Linked DNA regions of Zea mays: region 1 is linked to region 2. Evidence: chromatin contacts called from public Hi-C data. All regions are on one chromosome and are shown on one strand. Each heading gives the region's core, a stretch centred on a gene start, on an enhancer-like site or on the middle of the called end of the contact. The rest is flanking DNA. Distances are from core to core; before and after follow the strand shown.

What was found. A called contact is a pair of places that touch in the nucleus more often than the background predicts.
Region 1: a Hi-C map of leaf shows a contact between it and region 2, with 5 times the contacts expected there. The contact joins the promoter of IDP755 here to the promoter of LOC103631177 in region 2. A contact is called at or near these places in 2 of 25 Hi-C or Micro-C datasets (ear and leaf).

The regions. Positions count from the first base shown.
Region 1 is chr1:5,420,270-5,425,530 of Zm-B73-REFERENCE-NAM-5.0, reverse strand. It overlaps IDP755, which reads right to left and starts at 1,590. Exons shown (of 11, transcript NM_001155709.2): 1 at 1,350-1,590; 2 at 291-375; 3 at 108-187. The coding sequence starts at 1,427.
Region 2 is chr1:5,061,430-5,066,585 of Zm-B73-REFERENCE-NAM-5.0, reverse strand. LOC103631177 (protein FIZZY-RELATED 2) reads right to left here and starts at 2,271. Exons shown (of 10, transcript XM_008652154.4): 1 at 1,342-2,271; 2 at 999-1,121; 3 at 828-932. The coding sequence starts at 1,971. It overlaps LOC100284869 (RNA binding protein), which reads right to left. Exons shown (of 3, transcript NM_001157764.1): 3 at 4,635-5,156. The coding sequence ends at 4,995.

The sequences.
Region 1 (5,261 bases), core at 341-2,840, 360 kb before region 2:
CAACGAACAAAATCACAAGAAAAAGATAATAACAGTTAGTAGACATTGTAAATCAAAACTTCATTGCTGTAGCTGAAAGGTAATCTTTTTTACTGTCGTAGTCGTACCACTTTCAGTTTCTTCAATATGTTGTCAAATTGGGTGGTATCGTATACCCATTTGTTATGAGGGCTATCTACACCAACACCTGCATACAAATCAGTCAAAACATCAGCAAATTCAGTTGTGGCAATTTAGGTTCTCTAATCAGTAAATTTTAAAACCCAGGAATTCTAGAAGAGAGAGCGAACCTAGTGTGTCCTGCTTGTTTTTCACCCTAACATGACCCTTTATGCCTTGCTTGTCTTTGCCAAGGCCTTCACCTTCTTCCCATCCCTAAAATGTATTTACCATGATATAGGATGAGTAAGTGTATTGATCATTGTAAATGATTAAGTATACCGAAAATAATTACACATAGAGTTAGTCACCGTTTGGTTCTAGAGACTAAAGTTTAGTTCGGGCCACATTGAATGTTTGAATGACTATTACAAGTATTAAATATAGTCTAATTATAAAACTAATTACACAACTGAAGACTAAACAAGACAAATTTACTCATGATTAGCAAATATTTACGGTAGCATCACATGAGTGAATCATGGACTAATTAGACTTAATAGACTCGTCTTATCATTTAGTCCTCGTCTATTTAATTAGTTTTGTAATTAGACTATATTCAAAGGGCGAGTCTGGTGCAGCGGTAAAACCTACCGTCTGTAAGCGGAAGGTCCGGGTTTGATCTCCAGCCTATGCATATTATGCGGGTAAGGCTTGGCGCTTAAAGATACACTTCCCCATACCCCGCACAGTGCGGGACGCTACGCCCCCTGGTAATTAGACTATATTTAATACTTCTAACTAGCATCTAAATATCCAACTAAAATTTAGTCCGGTGGAAACAAACGGGCTTTTAGCAAAACTAGGAGAAGCAAGCAATTTGCATAAACCACAGTTCGTTCGTTCGTTCATGTTTGTTGTTGGCCCAGCAATTCCAAGCATTAGAACAAAGTTCACTCGCAAGAGACACCAGCTACCGCACAATTCACGCCTCTCCATTATTTTGATTCACATTAAGCCTCATCGCGTGACTAAAATGCTACGGTTTCTATCTAATTAGCATTAACACCTTTTTAGTCTCGAAAATTCATTCAAACAACTGCAAGTGCTAAAGAACTATTGACGGTTGAAACTGGCAAACATGACTACCTTAATACACGTATCAGATTTTCCAGGTCACAGAACACTCAGTTTTTTCAACCAACAAAAAAACATGCGCGAGGACGATAGCTACTGGTCAGATCACGTACCATTTGTTTCATAAGGCGGAAGGCGGCGGACTGCCGCGCGATCCCGACGTAGCATGCGGGCGCTTCGGGAGCAGCCATGGCGCCTCTGCTCCGTTGGATCGTCGCGGCTTCACCGCCGCCGGGTAGGAGCCGCGCTCTCTCCTGAGTTGCCGGAGGGGGCAGAGAAGAAACCCTAGCTATGCGGGTAGGCCGTTTTGAGGCCGTGGATTTTGCCTCGATATTCGGGCTTGGTGGGTTGGTGATGGCCCCCATAACTGCCCAACGAGGTAGGCCTTCTGGGCCTGAATATGCCTATTGATGGGCCTTTTCTAACGCTTAGCCCCATGGGTCGTCTTAGGCCCATTTTTTTTGACCCCGGCCGCCCGGCGCCTGCTTCCTCCTGACCTCCTGTGCATCTGCGACTGCTGGAGATGGACGCCGACGCATCCTCTTCCCATCGGGTACTGATTTGCTGAACGTCGACGTCCTCCCCGTGACCTCCCTCACCCGCGCCGCTCTCCCTCCCAATGTGTATGGGGATAAGGATAGCTTCATGGGGATGAGTATGGAGTATCCAAACCCGTTCCAAAATTTTTCGTCGACATCTCTGGCGTTGAAGGTTGAATACTGGGGAGTGGGGATGGTCTGCGTTGTGCACTCGTGTTGACTAGCGAATTGTCGCATCTGCGTGTGGAGCGCCTGGAGTCACGGTGACCGGCAAAATCGTGAGTCCATCAATACTGGCACTTGCCCTAGAAGTTGGCACCGATGATTGCCGCCTGCGCGGAGCCGGAGCATGTAGCCGCGCAAAGGCTTCAGCAGCGACCTCCACACTTCACACTCGTGATTGCGGTTGTGTCCGTGTCCCCCATCCGTCAGAGGCGCCAATGGGAGAGCAAGAGCTCATGGGAGTGTGGTGGTGTGTCATGTCGCGTGGAAGGGGATGGTTGAAGGAACGTGGCGTAAATCAATGAAAACGTCCCTCGATATTTCGATCTGGCCATGGGATAAGGTGGGTCTACAATCTTCATATAGGATTAGGCGCTACGTGGGCCTATACAATTTGTTATCCTGCACGGCAGGCAAGGCGAGCTACGTGTCGGCGAGCCCGAGCAAAGGCGGCGGCGGCGGGGGAGGCAGCGCCACTGCGGCGGCCGGTCGGTCGGGTCTGCCTTGCCAAACCTCGCGTTGCCGCCTCCACTATGAAGCACAAGCACTACTCAAGGCACTCGCTTTCTTTGTGGTCGTCCCGGTCGCCTCGCCACCACTGGCATGGCATCCATCCATACCAGGTGTCCGGACGAGGGAGCCCGAGCCCGCCGGTTTGTGGACTCGCCATGAGGGAAGAGTGGACATCGGCTAGTGGGATCGGCGACCTGCCTACAGTGGGGCGGCAGAGCACCGGGAGGAAGCGGAGGAGGAGGACCCCCTGTTGACACGTACCTCGCCTCAGCCGTCCCGGACTCTGCAATGCGATGCGACACGGAGAAAAATGAGAAGAGGAACGGGCTATAGGAAGTGCACTCCCTGCACTTCCACGCACTAGACACACACTGCACGCAAGATGTATCCAAAGCAGGAGTATCTCATTATGGTAATTTGTAACATCTTAGTTCTAAGCTTTCCAGACTTCTTCACATGCAAGCAGGGATGCATGTAAAGGATGTATCTCCAGAAAATAAAAAATAAAAATTACAACACGTCTCCACCTCATCAATTTAAAACATCTCTATCTAATGGCGTGTCCAAGAATCAACTAAAGGAGGGCTGATTTTCTAGTGACTATTGGGGAAGGAAGACAAGACAAGCCAATATGAAGCCTCATTTTTCTCTCTTCGTCCTCCTCCCATGTGCTCTACCATTCACCTCTTTCTCCAATAGAGTGTGGAAGGCTTATTTTTCTTTCTTCTTCCTCCTCCTCTTTTTTCTCGACCCTCCACTTCTATATCAACGAAGTTTTATGGATGTAGGAGGCTGGAGCCCTCCAACCCCTCTTCAGATCCGTCCCTATCTCTATCTCTGTCTATTATATAAAACACAAGTTTCTACGATTCCACAGTCTTGCGTGTCATCTTTTTCCTTCCCGCTTCATACAAAAATAAGGTAAAATTATGCACAGGTGGAGGTCAAATCTTGGTTGTTAGCTCTATATTTACACTTATCTACCCAACACAACATACATATTATGTGTTTTATTTAAAAAAGTCTATTTGTGATATATAGAAACTGTAGCAATGCACGAGACCAATAACATTAAAGCCACGGAAGCCGCTGGATAAGGAGCAAAATCATGTGTGTTTGTGTTAAATTACGAGTTAGTCGCCATTATTTCATGTTGTCGCTCTATCAGTCAGTCACCAGTTAGTCGTTAATACCATGTGTGTTTGTGTTAAGTTAAGAGTTTTCGCTTAATATTCATGTTCTCGTTTTTTCGTGTATCTGTTTATTATGCTCCTGTTTTCGTTTTTCGACTAGTCCAGACCTGATTCTATCTCCCGATGATAAAATGTGGAAACATAAACATGAGAAGGATTTTCATGTGTGTTTCAGTCCATTTTCATCCTATAAGCTACAATGACACAAACTAAAGGTTTAGGGGCTGTTTAGTTTGTTGGTTAGCCATAGTTTACCACACCTAAGGTTAAACAAGTTTGACCAAGCTAGACATGTGTTTGGTTTGAAACCACAATTATCTCACTCGTCAATGGTTGGTAAAAGTGTGGCAAGATTAACTTAGGTGTGGCAAATTATAATGTAGAATTTGAGCGCCTAACCTTAAACACCTTATATAAGTGTGGTATAAAATTATGTGTCAATTTATGACACCATAGGACATACCTTTAGTTTGACAGCAAAGCTCGTCTGCCATGGCGGAAACCCTTGCACGTGCGGGGCGAGCGTAATCGGCTCTAGCTCTATTACGCTATCTTTAATAGTTTATCTATTCTTATAGAAACTTTGTTACATTATAAAACAATATTTTGGATGACTGTATAGGCCGCGTGACCAAGGTTGGCTACTAGACCGCGCGTGCCCGAGCAACGACAGCCGGGGTCGTCAGACTGAGCGCATCGGTTCACAACACGGCGCCCTCTCCTCTGCGTAGGGGGCCTCTACGCGCGCAGCGGCTGACGCTAGAGAGCCCCCTACGCGCTACAGTTATAAAGGTGGGAGCGAGAGTCCCCCAGATCAAGGGGTTCACTATTCACCCCCTACACCACTGTGTTGTGGGGCCACGAGTAATTGTTAATAGATAAAAAATTGATAGTTGGTATAGAAAATGATATTTTATAGTGGTAGTGGGGTATAGGGGGAGTATTTAGGGGGAACCGCTGCGGGAGATGAAAAAATAGGGGGGAAAATAGGGGGAAAAAGTGATATAGGAGGAAAAATTTAGGGGTAACGGTTGCGGATAGCCTCACTGAATCGGCCTCTCGCGAGGCGGGGTTGTGCGGTGCTGCCGGTGCAGTCCCATTGGATTTTTGGAGACAGGAATGGATGGAATGGACAGGGGAAAGAAGAAAAGGAAGGTCGGCAAATGGCGCAAATGCAGTGGTGCGTCCCCGTTCCCGCCACGTGGTGATGCGCGCCGGCGCGGCCATGTGCTCCGCGCTGTCCTTTTCCACTGCCGCGGCGCGGTGGCTAGCCTAGTGGAGTGGGCTGCCCGCGGTACCTACCCCTATCCGGGATGGCCATGGCCCTCGCCTCCGGGACACGCCGCTCTCCAAAGACTCCAATGGCCCTCGCCGGGCGGCCGAAGCGCATGCGGACGCGGAGGACCTCAGGGACAGCCGGACAGCGACACGGTTCGGGCAGTACAGCCGGATAGCGACACCAGACTGTGTTCAGAGGTTACTTCTAAATTTTCTCCCCTAAATCATTTTTTTGCGTCACATCATCAACATTTGACCCTCTATTTTTTCATCTTCCGCA
Region 2 (5,156 bases), core at 1,022-3,521:
CCTCATAAAGTAAAAAAAAACTCTGCATAAGAGCATCTCCAACAACGTGACCTATAAAAATGACTTATAATTTAAAAATAAGTAAATTTTATAGAATTTAGGGCACCAACAAAACACCCCGCTCCAACAGTAAAGCCCCAAATCTAGATAATAGGGCAGCCCACTACGGTGTAGTATATTTGAGGCACTTGAGAGGGTGCCCTATAGTTTTTTGACAAAATTTGTTGAACTGAGGCACTGTTGGAGTGGTTTTTCCTGTGTAGAGCCCTATATTTCAATTTGAGGCACTAGTTTAAGGCATTGTTGGAGATGCTCTAACAATACCAAAGGCTACCAGAATGATCATTTGACTTTTTATATAAATTTGTAAAACAATTCCCTATGAGGTAAAAAACTGGTTCTAAATCAAGAGCAAAACCAGATAAAATTAATTCTTTGAGTTTGAGTGTATAGATGGCTGGCATTTACGATTCCCAAGACTTTCCATAAAAAGTACTCCCTCCGATTTTTTGTATTTGACGTTTCTTAGTGGAAAATTGAACTATTCAGCGTCAATTTAAAAAAATGGAGGTAGTATAAAACTATTAAGGTTTTACACAGAAGGTTTTTGTGCCAACTGAGTACGATGAAGAGGATAGACTACCATAAAGGCATAAACCAATCAATATAGGTAGTAAATGGTACATTGACTGCAACTGAGCTGGCTTTGCAAAATTGTCAAATTTATTCCAAGTGCTGCATACAGCTGTAATTCTTGATACAATGCAGTAAAAGAGGCTTAAATATTATCCAGTACTTGATGGATCGAGGTAAGAATGGGACATAACCTGAACTTTTCCTTGCTTTGTGCCTACAGCTAGGTGAGTGCCGCGCTGCGCCCACCCCACAGAGCAAACATTGTCATCCACCCCCAAATCACAAAGCTTGGTGACCTAGACAAGTATAAACATGTTAGCAATCCACCTCGATATACCTTAAGGATGATCACGGTTGCTTACCTTGCTGCTGCATGCATTCCACAAGTAAACGCAATTGCCCAACCCGACAGCAAGGACGTTATGTGAAGACCAATCGACGAGGTTGAGGTAGAAGTCGTCCTGCAAAGCGGGCGCATCCAGCACCTACAAGCAAGCAACAGAAAGAAACTACAAATTTCGCATTATGTTCGTTAAAAAAACGTCTCTTTCAGCATTTCGGAATGCAATTGGCGAGATGCCAAATCTTTCACGCCGCCCCCAAGAAGCAGCAGAGGCTACCTCAAGAACCAGAACCCAAGAAACCTAAGTCAAGAAACAGAGAAGGCCCAATCAAGAAAGCACCAAACCCAATTCCCCATCTGACCTTGTACGGCGACCTTGGCACCTTCCTTGGTCCCGCGCCCCTGGTGGTGAAAATGCCGGGGAACAGCGCGTCCTCCTCTTGGTCTCCCGAAAAAAGCGCCCTCTTGGCGTTCCGGCGCACCTCCGTCTTGAATCTGAAGATGTTCCCGGTGGCGGGGGTGCCGACAGGCGAGGGCCCCGGGGAGAAGGAGGACGACGACGAGGAGCACGCGGCGGCCGAGGACGCGACGCGGTCGGGCGTGTCGGGGCCGAAGAGCGCGGCGCGGAGGAGCGTGCAGTAGGGCGACGCGGCGGGCTGCGCAGATCCGGACGAGGCCGCGGGGCCGGCGTCGTGCGAGTGCGAGGACGAGGCGGCGGAGGAGGGCGAGGGGGCGAGGTCGAAGAGCGCGAGGTTGGATCCGGTGCGGCTGGGGATGAAGCGGTCGCTGTAGACGGTGCGCGAGGCCGGCGCCGGGGCGGACGCCGCCGCCGACGCGTGCGGCGGCGTGGCGGCGTGGCGGGAGGACGGCGCCGAGGCGAGGCGCGAGTTGGGCGTGGACGCCGGCGTCGGCGGCTTCGAGGACGCCCCCGCCGCGGAGTTCCCCATCGGCGGCGGCGGCGGCGGCGGCGTCGGCGTGAGGTGGTGGTCCATTGGCGGGGCGGGGCGGGGCTCGGCGGATAATGGGGGAATTGGGGATCGGGGAGATTGCGGTGCGAGTGCGACGGGGTGGGTGATGTGTGTAACTACAGCTTGCCTTCGCGCCCCCGCGCTTTTCTCTCTCTCCTCCTCCACCTCTCGCTCTCCTCGGAACTCGGCATTGGGCAGTTATTTCTACTAGTTGCTTTTTTTACTCCATCCACCCTTGCCTTTCTTGTTTATTCCCGGAACAATCCAATCTTTGCTCTGCTTTGTTGCTTTTGTTTTGTGTTTGCCTTATGGTGTATCGCCCCCCTTCCATTTTTTTGTTGTTTCGTTGGTGGAGAATTTATAGGGTTTTTATAATGGTGATCCTAATGATAGCTGCTGCTTGCGTCCACACAGGCTTACACGTGCCTCAGATCTTCTCCTCGCGGCACCAAGTGGTGCCACTGGTACTGACACCGAGCGGTCGCCGCTTCGTCGCATCGCTGGCTGTTGCATTTTCCAAACACATCGAATCGAACAAGGAAGAAAAGCTAAATGCATCTTATCTTATCTTATATTATGAGAGCAGGGCTGGCTTCATATTCTTGTAGTAGATCGCCAATACTTTTTTTATCTTTCCTTAGTTTTCTGTGTTGTTTAGCCTCTCCATATACGGTTGCATTGCATCCCTAGTAGATAAAAAAAAAAAAGAGGATCGAGTCGAGTGGTGAAAAAAAGAAAGTTTGCATAGCAAGCATCGCGGCATGATGGCATCTTCACAGATGGGGAACATATCACGAAACGCGAACGCTAACAAATGTACATATATATAATAATAATTGCGTACAGCTAGTAGGTCGCAGATCTTGACCCTTCCCTCTTTCTCTTTCTCTTTGCTTCAGATCTTGATCGTCGGGGCGCAGCTGCCCAAGCCAAGAGGTGTGAATCGTGATCCCGCCACGCACTCCTCCCAGTCAGTCTTGAGCGGCACGGCACAGCTAGCGCCAAGGGCCCAAGGGAAGGCGCCAGTTGCCAAGACTGTTGGCGCGTGGGCCGGCGGATGGGGAGAACCTGACGCGGGCCCGTCCAGCTAGCTGCCCCGACGCGGGCGCCGCTGTGCAAATGGCGCCACAGCGCGTGCCGGGCGGCACGGACGACGGACAAGAGCTTCCGGAGGCACCGAGGGGCGGCAGACAGCGACGGAGACGGCGAAGGCGACGGGCGACTCACTTGTTATTACATTTACGGCTCGTCACTTGCATTGCAGCAAGGAAGGGACACAACATTCCCCCCGGGTTTCCAGTTTTCACAGGGCACAGGCAGGCACTGCATGCGCAGCGCAGCCTGACAGATCGGGGCCGGGGCATCGGGACGGGCGCTGCGTGGCCTTGGTGTTTGGTGGGGGGAAGTTGCGGAGATCTCACTTGATTCCGCAAGGAAGAGCTGAACATGGGGTTGTACTGCGGCGAGGCAGACCCACCAAGTTCCGATCCATGGGTGAATGGATCGTCGTCCCGGCCGCGTGTGTGTGTGTGCGTGGTGGTGTGGGAGGCATAAATGAGACGTCAGTCACGGGCATCTCGCTTCCTCCTCCCCACATGACCTTGTCAGGAACCTCTACAGCCCTGCCTGCCGGTGGTCGCTGCCGGACATCCATGAGTTTAGAGCCACCGGAAAAGAAAAATGATGGCCCAATCGCGTGCCGCATGTGCGGTTTACATCCACCGCCTAGCACTGTCTGTCCTCTGCTGCCTCGTCCCGTTATTCTCTCGTCTCGTGTATGCAATGCAAGCGAAAGACATACGCAGCAGCACTAGACACCACACCACCACGAGTGACTTGGTGGCGTGTGTTCTCCCGGTTCCGGCCGGCCGTCCCTCGTCCTGCCTGGCCTTCCGAATGGGTCAGCGACGGCAACCAGCGCAGCGCAGCGCAGCGCCAGCGCGTCGCTCGCTCTGTCGCGGGCCACACCGCTCATCAATGACCGCGAGTGAACCCGCTCGTGCTGGACTCCGTCGAACGAAGGGTTGCCGGCCGTGCACTCCAGCATTATGACGTGCCGAGCCGTCGTCGCGCGCCTTTGTCTCTTGCTCAGATCGGCCCAACGCAATGATGCCCAGCAGGTTGGCATCCGCCTGCAGCCGAGCACAGGACAATGAGACTGTCGAGAGCTGCTAACACATAGGACGTCGCCGGCGGCGACCCGCCAAGGTCAGGCCAGGGCTGAGGCCTCCGCTTTGGACCAGATCGCGCTCTCTTGCGGTCCTATAGCTACTGAACTGAAAGCCAAGCCGGTCAGGTAGGAATGGATCCTGCTCTGCTCTGCACTGCTCGCCATCTCTAGATCCAAACGGCGTTTCAATGGAACACCGACCACCCCCACCCTGATCGGTGATCCCAGTCCCATCATATGCTGGGAGCACGCCTTATTCATGGCCTTCCAAATGGACCAGCACAACGTGCTCCAAATTTAACTCCATTGCCATAGGCTCAGAGATGTACTACTATTCAGTAGCGTGTGGCCGAGATCTGATCTACTCGTGCCCGGAAACTAGGGGTTATCTCCGTCACAGACCACCGCATTCTTCCCTTCCTATGGCGATTTCCCCTAATCAAGGAGATATGCACTAGGGTTTAGGAGTTACGGTTAAGATCCAGAGATCTAACAGCAGGATCTTAAGACAGTTTCATGTGCTCCTGACCATTTCAAGAGGAGACACCTGACGGAAACATCCATTCAAGATACAAAACCATGAGACGGGCTGGGATACAGGCTTAACGACAACTCGGTACTCGTTACAGAGGGGTTTACATTTTGCCATATGTTTGGTGCCAAGAACTGGCGTCATGGAACTGATCTCAAAAACCTTGTTTCAAAGCGGCGAAAAAAAAGCTTAAGCCAAAACTGAGGGAGCGAAACCGTCTCACTACAAGCTCACACTGGTACTGCTGGTAGCCACACCGTAAAGCCTAACCGAAACTGAAGGAGCGGAAACCATAACACTACAAGTTCACTGGTACTATAACCGCTGGCGACGGGGCGGCGCTCTTCAGCCCCGGTTGCTGACTGAATACGCCACTTTGACAGGCCTGCCCTGCAGTTTCGACTGGTTCATCGCTATGGCCTTCTCGAGCGACTCGTCGTCTTGAAATTCGACATGGCAGAAGCCACGGGAACCCCCGGTTCTTTTGTCGACGGCAAACCTTACCGA